2 separate regions of the Mus musculus genome follow, and region 1 is linked to region 2. Evidence: chromatin contacts called from public HiChIP or PLAC-seq data. All regions are on one chromosome and are shown on one strand. The core of a region is the stretch at or near the end of the contact, and the rest is flanking DNA. Distances in the headings are between cores, read along the strand shown.

What was found. HiChIP or PLAC-seq counts read pairs in DNA pulled down with a chosen protein or histone mark.
Region 1: a contact with region 2 is called in an H3K4me3 HiChIP or PLAC-seq map of bone marrow-derived macrophages, with 2.2 times the contacts expected there. The contact joins the enhancer-like site here to the promoter of Trmo in region 2. A contact is called at or near these places in 1 of 484 Hi-C or Micro-C datasets (regulatory T cells), 3 of 115 datasets of contacts at active chromatin or transcription factors (bone marrow-derived macrophages, embryonic stem cells and pancreatic cancer cells) and 3 of 9 other capture datasets (adipose tissue, liver and pancreatic islet).

Annotation. Positions count from the first base shown.
Region 1 is chr4:46,572,935-46,576,003 of GRCm38.p6, forward strand. The region is part of intron 1 of Coro2a (coronin, actin binding protein 2A); the gene reads right to left. Among named protein-coding and RNA genes, the nearest start is that of Coro2a, 27 kb to the right of the region's middle. Within about 2 kb of position 1,602, at least 67 of the 459 cell types and tissues checked have an H3K27ac peak or open chromatin away from gene starts, as enhancers often do. A contact at or near this core is called in adipose tissue and bone marrow-derived macrophages, where this site is marked.
Region 2 is chr4:46,387,950-46,391,138 of GRCm38.p6, forward strand. Trmo (tRNA methyltransferase O) reads right to left here and starts at 1,488. Exons shown (of 5, transcript NM_001347095.1): 1 at 1,369-1,488. The coding sequence starts at 1,444.

The DNA of each region.
Region 1 (3,069 bases), core at 352-2,851, 190 kb after region 2:
CTGGCTGGAAAGGTCACTCTTACAGGCCCTCTCAGCAGAGGGGCCGGGACTGTCTCTTATAGCATGTGTGCCAGGCAGGTTGGAGTCTTAGTTCTGACATTGATATATGCCATGACCCTGGGCAGATCCAATTTCTTTGTCCTTCCATCCACTCAATCAATAGCCATACCCCTGACCTGCCCACCAAGGAGGGTGATGTGCAGAGTCTGGAGCCTTCATGTGACACAGCCAGATGCTCCCAAAGCCCGTGAGCACAGTGCACTGTCCATCAACTATCCCAGTCCATGGAGAGCTGGCCCCTTGCTGCCTCAACCTCCTAGAAAGCCAGAACAGAACCTTTTCCTGTTTATGACTCCAACGAGGCTCCAAGACAAACTCCACACAAGTTTATTGGCCCTAAAGTTCTTTATCTGGGACTTTCCAGCCACCAAGAAGCTTTCTAGATGTCTCCCAGAGGCCCAGACCTGCAGGCCCCACCTTCTGTATCTTGTCTTAGATTCACATATCCCCCAGATCTACCTTTGGGCAGAGGAGGCCACAGGTCTACACAGGGAAAATGTTTGCTCAGGGTTCTGCAGGGCACAGAGAACGGCTGGGGACCTGTAGCTTGAGCTCCACGATGGAGATTGAGCCATAAGTCAGACATCATTGCCTGTTGCAGGGATCAGTGGTCCACAACCAGTCCTGCAGAGGTGGCCACTGCCCTCTAATCCTGGGGTCCCACTAGTGGACTAGTGGAAGTGACCGAACTGGTGGGTATCCAGTTGTTGACTGGGGTGTGGGAGACATCGGAAACCATCATGTACATTCTTGGTGAACAAGGCTGAACAGCCTGAGCTGAGTTCTGTCTATTTTTGCCCTGGGGCTCAACCCTGGGCTTCAAGCATGCTAGCCAAATGCCTTACCACTGACTTACAACCCCAGTCTCCAAGCTGTAATCTGAAGCAGCAGACAGTGAGACCTGAGAACCTAGGAGAAAGAAGCACTGGGAGGATGCTTCAAGGCAGAAGCAAGCCCCTGCAGAAAGGGAAGGATTCCAGGTGAGAGGTAGGGCTTATGCCGCCTGGCCCAGAATGGCATGTGAGATGTGTGCCCAGTTCATGGTGTGTAGGTGAGCAGAGAAGCAAGAGGGTCCCGGCCTGTACCTAGAGGCTAGGGTAGGGAGTGCTGCAGCTGGCCAGGGTGCTGAAGGTCAGCCTGGGGCTTGGCGTGTGGAGGAAGGGGGTCATCAAAGTTTGTACGTGGAGACGTCATGAGGCCAGAGCTGCAGATGTTCAGCTTGCCTTCAGAGGGCTGAGAGGGGATTTTCTTTCCTCAAGCCAGGCTGGTCTGGAGGAAACCAGCAGGTTTTGCTGCACGCAGACCGGTTGTTGCAGCTGCTGCAGAGCATAGATGTCTGAGGGCATCCTTGGTTATGTTCAGACCTGTGACTAGAGACCCCAGATCCTAACACCTCAACTCTCAGCCCCCACAAGGAGGGTGATGGGAAGTTCTTCCCTGCTTCTCTCTCACCTGCTTGTCACCATGGTGATAAATGCTGCTGGTCAGACTTAATTCCCCCAGTAGGCCTACAACAGCTGACAGCACCTTCTGCTTCGGCCTCCCAAGCTCCACCCAGATCCTCTGAGCAGGCTGGGCCTGCAGGCTTGGAGGACAGAGGCCAAACGGCATCTCCTGCCAGATTGTAACTGTTATCAGCTAGGAGCTGGGGGTGAAGAGTTCAGGAAAAAGATACCCATGTCCCCAGGAGGAGGTGCTTCTGCTCCGGGATAGTGGGTTAAGTGTGGGGGTGACAGAACCTGGTTCCCATGTGTTTTCTGGGGTCTGAAATTTGAAACCCCTGGAGAGCTGACTCTAGCCATATGGGCAGCCCACCTTACAGTTTCTGACTCCGGGTCTGGGAACCCGCATTTGTACGGTCCAGCAGCCATGAAGCAGCTGGTCTGGGGACTATATTTGAAGAACTGCTGCTTTGTGTCCTGCTTAGGATCTGAGAGTTCCCTCCAGGTCGCCATCCATCTTTCTCTTCCTTCACCACCATCCTAGGAGGGCAGAGCTGCGTCACACCCGGTCTTCCTTGGTGCAGTGGACAGCGTCAGCCTTTCCAGTCACTTCCCCCCAGAAGCTCCCAACCTCCAGCTTTTCCTGGGCCTCCTGGGACAGTTCTTGATGGGCTCTGAAGAGCTGGGGGCTGGGACAGGCGGCTCCCTGCCGCGCCTGCAGCAGAAATGGTTGAACTCCCGAGAGTGTCCTACACTTAGGAGAGAAGCAGCCAAGGGGTTGTTTCCCACCAAGGACGACCCGTCTGCGTGCACGCGGATGAGCCCATCAGACAAAGACATACTCATTCTCTGCTGCAAACTTGGCATAGCTCTGCTTTGCCTGGGGCTATTGGGGGAAGTTGCGGTTCGTGCTCGCAGGGCTCTCACCCTTGATTCTTTTAATAACTCTTCTGTGCAAGATTACAATCTAAACGATTCGGAGAACTCGACCTTCCTCCTGGGGCAAGGACCACAGCCAACTTCCTCTTACAAGCCACACCGACTTTGTCCTTCAGAAATAGAAATAAGAATGCTTGCTAAAAATTATATTTTTACCAATAAGACCAACCCAATAGGTCGATTATTAATCACTATGTTAAGAAATGAATCGTTACCTTTTAGTACTATTTTTACTCAAATTCAAAGGTTAGAAATGGGAATAGAAAATAGAAAGAGACGCTCAACCTCAGTTGAAGAACAGGTGCAAGGACTAAGGGCCTCAGGCCTAGAAGTAAAAAGGGGAAAGAGGAGTGCACTTGTCAAAATAGGAGACAGATGGTGGCAACCAGGGACTTATAGGGGACCTTACATCTACAGACCAACAGATGCCCCGCTACCATATACAGGAAGATATGATTTAAATTTTGATAGGTGGGTCACAGTCAATGGCTATAAAGTGTTATACAGATCCCTCCCCTTTCGTGAAAGGCTCGCCAGAGCTAGACCTCCTTGGTGTGTGTTAACTCAGGAAGAAAAAGACGACATGAAACAACAGGTACATGATTATATTTATCTAGGAACAGGAATG
Region 2 (3,189 bases), core at 238-2,737:
ATCACAACTGTGCACCAGCATACCCACCTCAATTTTTACTTATAGTCATAAAAATTCATAAATTATATTAATACATGTGTTGATTGTATATTATGCAGTATAAACTATAATTTATAATTATTTCTTTTTATGTTCTTTATAGGGACACTCCAGATCTCCATTTTATTTAATTTGCATCAAACCTATCTATCCTATTATATCTTATTAGCACAACCAGTAAGATCTAGCACTAACTCTCACAATATGTTTCCTTGCTTTTTGCTTATACAAACTCTTTTTACTGTTGTGATGTATTAGACCTATTTTAAATCCTTGGGAGACAGAGGCAGGCAGATCCCTGAGTTGGAGGTAAGCCAGAGCTACGAACACACAATTTTTTTTTTTTTAAAGTCTTTAGGTGTAGCTCAGGTATACCCAGAACCCTTCCTGCCACAAGAAGAGGGCAGCACAAAGTGGAGATTCTTAGAGGTTCTAATTCATTACCTCAAAGCTCTAAACCAACAAGAGGACAGCCTGGTCTACAGAGTGAGCACAGGCCAGCCGGGGCTTCACAGAAAAATCCTGTCTCCAGGGTAGGAGTGTGGAGACAAAAATACTCTTATACAGAGGGGGGAAAAGAATATATATATATATATATATATATATATATATATATATATATATATACATACATACACATATAGTATGTATGTAAGTTAAAGCATAATACACCTGCCAGCCACTCCAAAGACCTCAGTGCCACTTCTTGCATCTCTGTCGACTGCTTCCAGGAGCTGCAATCTGATCTTTATCATCGTTTACTTCCTTTCAGAAAGAGATCTTATCATATGTACTTTCGAGCCTAAACAATACATTTTGAATTCTATAAAAGCTGACACCACCCTGTAAATTATCTATATAAACTGCCTTTCTCTCTCCATCTATATTGTGTGCGCTTCTGACAACTTTGACGTTTTCTCCAAGAATATTTACAATTACTACTGTATAGTTTTTGTTTGTTTGGGGGTTTTGTTTTTAAATCCTCATCCATGTACTGGTGGGAAAAGATTAAAGGCGAAGAAACTTGGACCAAATGAGGGCATCAGTCACACACATCCCACCTTCCTGTAACCCCCTACGGAAAAAGACCACACTACACACGTGGCCGACGCAGCTACTGTACTGAAACTAAGCCCAGACCACACCCCGTGTACCAAGATCCTAATACGTCACTCCCGTTAGCCTTAGCATGTCACGTGGTCGTCGAGACACGTGACCCTTACTTTGGCGGCAAGGACAAGAATGTACGTCAGGTGGCTCGCGTTCTTCTGGCCAGGGAAGCGGGCCGCCTAGCTTAGGGTGCGGCGCCACCTTTTTCCATAACGTTACCTGCCTCCAGGGCCGGCTGAACGCACCCACATGGGGCCGCCGTAGCACACGAGCCCTGCTTCTCCAAGCCGCGCATGGTTACAGGCCGCTGAGTCGTCCGCGCGCCCAACGCTGATTTCCGCTTCCGCGCGTTAGGCTTTGGCGCCTGCGCAGTTGTCGCTAGGTGCCGGGTCTTGGAGAACGCGCTCAATGGCGGCCGAGCTGCCGCGTGGAGGGTGGGTTCCCGGACGCCGTGAGGCCCATCATTCACCCACCACGCGGCGATGGCGGCCTCGCGACAGCCTGCACCATACCCTCCGAAGGTGGGACATGTGGATAAAGATGTACACGCAAAGATACCCTTGAATTATAAGCGGCCTCGGTGACCAAAAATAACCTTGAGTTTAAAGGGAAAGGATGTGAATGTCCATCTATGATCACATAGCAAAAGAACTGGAGTTTGGGACTTTTTTTTTTCCATTTATTGTGTGCGCGGGAGCATGTCAAAGTCAAATGACAAAATGCCGGAGCCGATACTCCTCATGGCCGCGTAGCTCCCAGGATCAAAGTCAGGTCGTGTTAGCCGGTTCCTTTACTCGCTGAGCCAACTAGCGGCCCAAGAGCTGGACGTTAAATGTTTAAAATTTCCCTTGGACGTGGGCATACGTGTTATATTTATCACTCCCCTCCACTTTTTAAGTAATAACTATTTGTCGGAAAAGGGCAAGAAAATCAAGAATGGTAGGTGTTACAAGCAAGCTAGGCTAGAAGTTATTAAGTGAGAACGTTTGTGCTCCAAACCACTGGAACCGAAATAAGGATGAAGAGCCAGCAAAAACCGTATTTTCTCTCCCTGCTCCAATTGCCTGCTCTTTAGCCACTTGTAAGATTCTTTAACCGCCCCTCCCCCCCAAAAAAAGATTCTTTAACCCAAACTCTTTGCATACATGATTATGTTTGGGGATTTCAAAATCTTGTTGGTTTCGAAGAGAGGGGGGAATCCACCTGACATTACCTGTAATATAAAATATTAAAAAATGCGAATCCACGGATTAAAGGCTTAACCGTGAAAAGCTGTTTCCAAGTGTTTGTTGTCACTGACTAAACAAGTCCCTAGTAGGAAATAATCAGTATTAGGAGACAGGTTTTTGAGAGAAAGTTGTGAATTCTTAAGTTAAAACTGATACTGTGCCCTCTGTCAGTTTTGTCCATGAAATTTCCAAAAGTTTTTTACCCCCCTTTTTCTTGTAGAAGATAGAGTTGTTGTCTAGCTGGAGAAACAAGTTTGTGTGCCTTTGGGCAACACGTACACGCTGTAAAAATGGGCTAAGCTGCAGTTGCCACTAGTCGGCGCTGTTAATAAGACAGTCAAAAGTGAAAGGGGCTTGCCCTCCATCAAGATCTGCCACTCACTGCGTCTAATTCCCAACTCTGCCAACCACTGAGACTCAAAACCAAGTAGACTTGGAGATACTAGACCTAGGAATCTGTCATTAAAAATAGCGGAGCAAAAGGAGCTGGAGCGATGGCTCAGCAGTTCAAAGCACCAGCCAAGTTTCCAGAGGATTCAGGTTTGATTCTCAGTACCCACGTAGTAGCTCGCAACTTATGGTAACTCCACTTCCAGGGGATCTGATGCCTCTTCTGACCTCCACAGGCACCTACACACACATTTAAAAGCTGGGCCTGATGGCTCATGTTATAATCCCAGCACTGGGGAGACAGAGGCAGGCAGATCTCCGAGTTGGAGGTAAGCCAGAGCTACGAACACACAATTTTTTTTTTTTTAAAGTCTTTAGGTGTAGCTCAGGTATACCCAGAACCCTTCCTGCCACAAGAAGA